Linked DNA regions of Danio rerio: region 2 is linked to region 1. A link is a contact called in public Micro-C data. All regions are on one chromosome and are shown on one strand. The core of a region is the stretch at or near the end of the contact, and the rest is flanking DNA. Distances in the headings are between cores, read along the strand shown. Region 1 holds the start of usp33 (ubiquitin specific peptidase 33). Region 2 overlaps ak5 (adenylate kinase 5).

Region 1 (3,013 bases), core at 302-2,801:
CTCGCACGTGACTTGTTTTAGCTCTTTTGGTCCGATTAGAAACTTTGCAATGTGAAAGCAAACCGCTCCAAGAGCAAAGAGCAACAATGTAACCATTGTAATCTCTGTTTCGGAACAACTGAATCGATTCACAGGTGTGAAAGCACCCTTAGATCCCGCGGGAACCCTTGTCAGGTAATGTATAGACCAGGGGTGGGCAAACTTTTTAATGGAGGGCCGGTCTCTTGCATAGCTTAGCTGCAACACTAATCAAACACACCTGAACATGCAAATGAGTGTCTTCAAGATGACTAGAAATCTATAAACAGGTGTGTGTGATTAGAGTTGGAGCTAAACTTGTGCAGGACACCGGCCCTCCAGAACTGAGTTTGGATATAGACTGTATATAGTTTGGTATAGAATGTGTCACAAGATGTCACTGTTCAAACTAATATGTGCGAATATATAACCAACTTTACCTCAATTTGAATTTGTCTTTTGGAACTGATAAATTAATAAACAAAAAATCCCAAATGCATATGCATAATAGAAATGTTAAATGGTGTGCACATACTGTGCAATCTCATAGCACTTTTACATTACATAATCCAATTTCAACAATGCCATCAAAATGTTATCTTTAAAAACACAACAACTGACTATGCAGTTCAGCAGAGATGTTTTGTACACAAAACAATCAAATGAAACGCTGCAGATAAGTTCCAATAAACCAAGATAACTCAACTATTACATGACACTTTCTAGAAAAAGCAAAGGTCCAAGAACGCGGTAACACAAAGTACAAGAACATTTCAGTGAGTAATTGTTAGCAGTAAAATGAATGCTTCAAAGTAATTATTATTCAGCTGACAATGATTAATATGCTCGTTATTATTGTAAACATGCTGTACAGTACACTCGCATAGCATGGTGCTGTAATGTACAGTCAAGGCCTCTACAGCTGTGCGTGACGTCAGTCCAGTAACGCGTCAGCATAAGCCAGAATCTTCGCTAGGCTAGTTAGCAACTAGCTTCAGGCTGTCACGCACATACATCCCCATACATTTTTCCTTGGATTATAAATCTTTCTACCGTCACAAGCACAAGAGCGGCTGAAATCCCAGTAGACTGTCACTAAATAGCGTGTTTAGTGCGAAGATATTGCAGAAAGGAGGCGTGTGTGTATGTGCGGCGGGCTAAAGCTAAAGTCAGTGCGCTGCACATCATCTGACAGCTCTGTCTGCATCAGCTCATTTCACAACACCACAGTTACAAGATAGCTCAATCAAGGCACCGCTTCATATAAACTAAACACCAAGTTGGAAGGAAAGCTTCAATTACGACACATTAAAATAAGCAAACAGCCGATGATATAATATTAGCTTACCTCTAGGGAAATGCACGATGTTTAAAAATTAACCGATTATCGCTTCAAATCTGCTGATGAGGATAGCGGAGGTTTAAAGACGTCCCTCGGTCATTCAGCTACATTTCTGTAATGTTCCTCGGTTTGCAGACAGTGGTTTTTCCAACGCTTGGTACCAGACACTTCAACTTCAAACTGGAGCTACATGGTATGACACATTCAAACTGCTTCTTCCGGTTGTGAATGAAAGTGAATGGGGGAATCGGTAGCGGCGACGCCTCCTAGTGTGGACGCGCGGAACCACTCGTAGATGCGCATTGATCCCCATGGATCAACCCCTACCCAACCGCCACCCTTTGGCCAAACACTGAATTACACTATTGTCAGGCGTTCTCAGTTTAGAAATGATAGATGGTGTTTTCAGGTTTTGTTATGATGTTTGGAAGTCTCTTCACATCCTCTTCACAGTCTTATTTTTTTATTTCAACTACAATAAAAGCAGTTTTAATAAAAAAAATATATATATATATTTAAGGTCAATATTATTACCCCCCTTAAAGGGGCGCAACTACACATTTACTAAGGTGTATGCGGGTTCAAGTTTTGCATGCCCCCTCAACACATCCAACACTGATCAGGCAAGTGACAGTGCTAAAAGTTTCCATCAATATTAAAGAGGCAAAGCAGTGGTGCAGTAGGTAGTGCAGTCGCCTCACAGTAAGAAGGACGCTGGGTCGCAAGTTTGAGCCTCGGCTCAGTTGGCGTATCTGTGTGGAGTTTGCATGTTCTCCCTGCGTTTGTGTGAGTTTCCTCCAGGTGAATTGGATAAGCTAAATTGTGTGTGTGTGTGTGTGTGTGTTTCCCAGAAATGGTTTGTGGCTGGAAGGGCATCTGCTGTGTAAAAACTTGCTGGATAAGTTGGCGGTTCTGCTGTGGCGACCCCGGATTAGTAAAGGGACTAAGCCGACAAGAAAATGAATGAACATAATAAAGATATTTTTTCCTCATCAACATGTTGAAGTTCTGAACACAACTAAAATAGTGAACTAGTAAAAGTCTGTTAATGTAACCCCGCTGTTCCTACGCCACCCAACCTGCTCCGAGGTGACATCGAACCGGCGATCTTCCGCATGGGAGTCGCGTGCTCTACCAAGGAGGCTAAAGACCATAGCCTCTAACGATTGTTGCTAGAGCACCTTTAGAGGTTAGAGGAGTGAGGTTTACCTGCACAGCACACACTACCTGGCCTCCATTACACTCACCCCCCTAAGCCTCACTCCCATCCGGGTCACGGCACCAATGTAACCCCGCCGGTCCTACGCCACCCAACCCGCTCCGAGCTGGTATTGACCCGGCGACCTTCCGCATGAGAGTCAGTTGCTCTACCAAGGAGGCTAAAGACCATGGCCTCTAGCATCTGTTGCTAGAGCACCTTTAGAGGTCAGAGGAGTGAGGTTTACCTGCACAGCACTCACTAGCTGGCCCTAGAAATTTCTTCTCAATTTCATTTCCCCTCACTAAATGATTATAGCACCTAGACATGCCTGGCTTCTGTACTTGTACATTTGTCAAAACAAAATGATATGGGAGTCCTAAAGGGCAAAAGAACATAAAATTGCAACGACTTCTCATATGCGAGGTGCACTCTCAGAAATAAAGGTACGTGAG
Region 2 (3,031 bases), core at 358-2,857, 130 kb before region 1:
GCATGTTCTCCGTGCCTTCACGTACGTTTCCTCTGGGTGCTTCGGTTTCCCCCACAGTGCAAAGACATGCAGTACAGGTGAATTGGGTAGGCTAAATTGTCCGTAGTGTATGAGTGTGTGTGTGGATGTTTCCCAGAGATGGGTTGTGGCTGGAAGGGCATCCGCTGCATAAAAACTTGCTGGAAAAGTTGGCGGTTCATTCCGCTGTGGCGACCCCGGATTAATAAAGGGACTAAGCCGACAAGAAAATAAATGACTGAAAACAGGAGTGTTGCCAAACAAAGAAATAAATATAACCAAACATTCTAACTAAACCCCAAAACACTAAACTAACTAACCAAAGAAAAATACAGAAACAAAATCGTAATCTTCAGCACGTGGCCAAACTAAACTTCATAACTACTTCAAAACATAATTATATGTGGCAACGCCTCCATAAACTAATTATCAACTAGCGATACTAAGCTGCTCACATTACTAGAGTTCTCGTAAAGTACACAGTTATCCATTAGCAAAACAATATCTCATCTAATCCAATTCTCATAAAGATCGTTCAACTTCTTAATAGATACTAAACTGAGCTGCACAAGCTTTTCTAATAAATCGATACTTAATCAGGGGAAAAATAGAACACAACAACAGCAACCAAACTAATCAAACAATTACAAGAGAACAGGCCGGCCGACAGAAGTGAGGAGACTGGCGGTGAGCCAAGGGTACCTGGAGAACAGCGAAAGCGCACAGCTTTCATACTATGCGAACCAGCTCCTGATTGACGATTGATGGTGATTGACAGCTCCTTCAACCAATGGTTGGACACCTAAAACATGACAGGATAAACAGCGGAAGAGAGAGAACGTAAAACAGAAAACAAACAACAAAACACCACAAAAAACATACGTGAAACGTAACAAGCACATCGACCTTCTTTGGTTTATATTATAATGGGCAGCACAAATGTCTCGATGCCTCAGACTGTTGATGTCGCCATCCACTCTGCAGATCTCTCACACGCCCCCATACTAGATGTAACCCCAAACCATGATCTTTCCTTCACCAAACTTAACTGATTCTGTGCAAATATTGGGTCAATTCGGGTTCAAATTGCTTTTCTATGGTATGTGTTGTGATTAATATGCGGATCAACAGATTATTCATCTGAAAAATCAACCTTTTTGATCTTTTCCAAATGATCAACTAGAAGTCAAGTTATTATTTGTTGCTCTTACAACTACGATTGATGACAAAACTTCTGTCAGGTGGTGTGTGTTGGCAGAATACAATTAGATTTGTTACACTGTAATCATATCTAACGATGATGATGATGACAAAATAAACAGATAAAGCTGTATCTGTAAGCAAAAAGTGAATGCATTCAGAGCTTCTACAGATTGTTCATAGGATTTATTAGCTCTGTGTATGACAGTTCTCCTGTGGGTTGATGCCCTACTTTTCAGCTTATGATTTCTAACAGCCGTGTGTCTGTGTGTGTGTGTCTGTGTATGTGTATGTAGATTGATGCTGAACAGCCCCCGGAAGACGTCTTTGAGCACATCTGCGTGGTCTTAGACTCCTGCTAGAGAGTTGGACTGGCACTGCCCCCTGGAGGACAGAAATATCACCTACACTTTCACTTCAGACTTACTCCACGGTACATTTCCACGCACACACAAACAAACAAACAAACACTCGCCTGCGATCAGCTTCTAAATGGTACACACACCCACTTGGAAAACTACCAACCAGCCACCGGCACCTGCTTATTTCACACTATCGCTGTTCACTGTAAATATATCAACCCAACAAATCGGCAGTGTTTATCTCTTGGTATTGAACCTGTGCTGTGCTAATGCTTAAGCTAACTTTCAGCTCTATAAAACACAAATGAGGATCATTTATGGTGCCGTTTTGCTGTTTTTTTGGACTTGTTCTGTCAGTATCCTTGAGCAATGAAATTAGCAAACCTGATCAGCATGAAGGTCCAGCCGCTGGAGAGGCTTTGTGATTTATACTTCATCATTTATATTGTGCCAAGCATGCCAGAATTGTGATTTGCTGTATATTTAATGCAGAAATGAATGAGCTGGAGATGGTTTGAATTTCACAGTCTGGCGTTCACACGGATCGATTTCACAATGAGGTCTGGTAACTGTATTCTTATTTATCAACCAAAGTGAAATAAAAGACATTTCATATGTTTAACAGTTCTATTTTTGTCTTCCCTTAAAAGACTTGATGTTGTGATTAAAGGTGAATGTACAAATAATTTAAAGTTCAAGATACGTATGCCACTAGAGAACGCGTAATTACAACAAAGGTCAAAGTCCCTTTAAGGCAAGTCATTTCACTTGGTGGCCTTCTTTAAAAAGGCTCTCTGGCATTCTGTCTGAATGGGGAAACATCAAATACTATAAAACTATTTGCCAAGCTTAGGAGTACATTACATATTTGGAATCACCAATAAAATTAAACAACTGTCTCATTAATTTATATTTTAATTGTCCCTGCTAAAAAATCCAGCTTAAACCAGCCTAGGATGTTTGGTTTAGCTGGTCATCCAGCCTGATTTTTAGAGGGGTTTCCTGGTCTTAGCTGGTCAGGCTGGAAAGTGACCACCTAAAACCAGCTGGACATAGCTGGTTTTGGCTGAGCTTCCAGCCTGGCTAGGCTGGTCAAGCTGGTTTTAGCTGATCATCTCCCAACCTGTCCAGCTAAAACCAGGGTGGAAATGCTGGAAACCAAATGCTGGCCAAAACCCCTCTAAAACCAGGCTGGTCGACTAGCTAAAACCAGCCAACCATCCTAGGCTGTTTAAATCTGGATTTTTCTGCAGGGGTCCGAATCAAAATCTGAATATTTTCAGGTTGCCTGATCTAATATGCATGTGCACTCAAAAGGAACAAATTTACAACACTAACTTCATTTATATCACCGTTCTATACAGGATCATCTGCTGGATGAAAAATAATAATTACAATACATAAATATCTTGTTAAAAGGACTTTTCTCGCAAAAAAATACATAATTATCA

What was found. Hi-C and Micro-C count contacts between places; a contact is called where the count stands out from the background.
Region 2: a contact with region 1 is called in a Micro-C map of caudal fin, with 6 times the contacts expected there. The contact joins the enhancer-like site here to the promoter of usp33 in region 1. A contact is called at or near these places in 4 of 18 Hi-C or Micro-C datasets (caudal fin, embryo, hematopoietic stem cells and 1 more).

The regions. Positions count from the first base shown.
Region 1 is chr2:9,058,784-9,061,796 of GRCz12tu, reverse strand. usp33 (ubiquitin specific peptidase 33) reads right to left here and starts at 1,551. Exons shown (of 24, transcript NM_213227.1): 1 at 1,367-1,551.
Region 2 is chr2:9,188,152-9,191,182 of GRCz12tu, reverse strand. ak5 (adenylate kinase 5) reads left to right here. Exons shown (of 14, transcript NM_001100084.1): 14 at 1,515-1,580. The coding sequence ends at 1,580. Among named protein-coding and RNA genes, the nearest start is that of zzz3, 40 kb to the right of the region's middle. Within about 2 kb of position 1,607, at least 17 of the 62 cell types and tissues checked have an H3K27ac peak or open chromatin away from gene starts, as enhancers often do. A contact at or near this core is called in caudal fin, where this site is marked.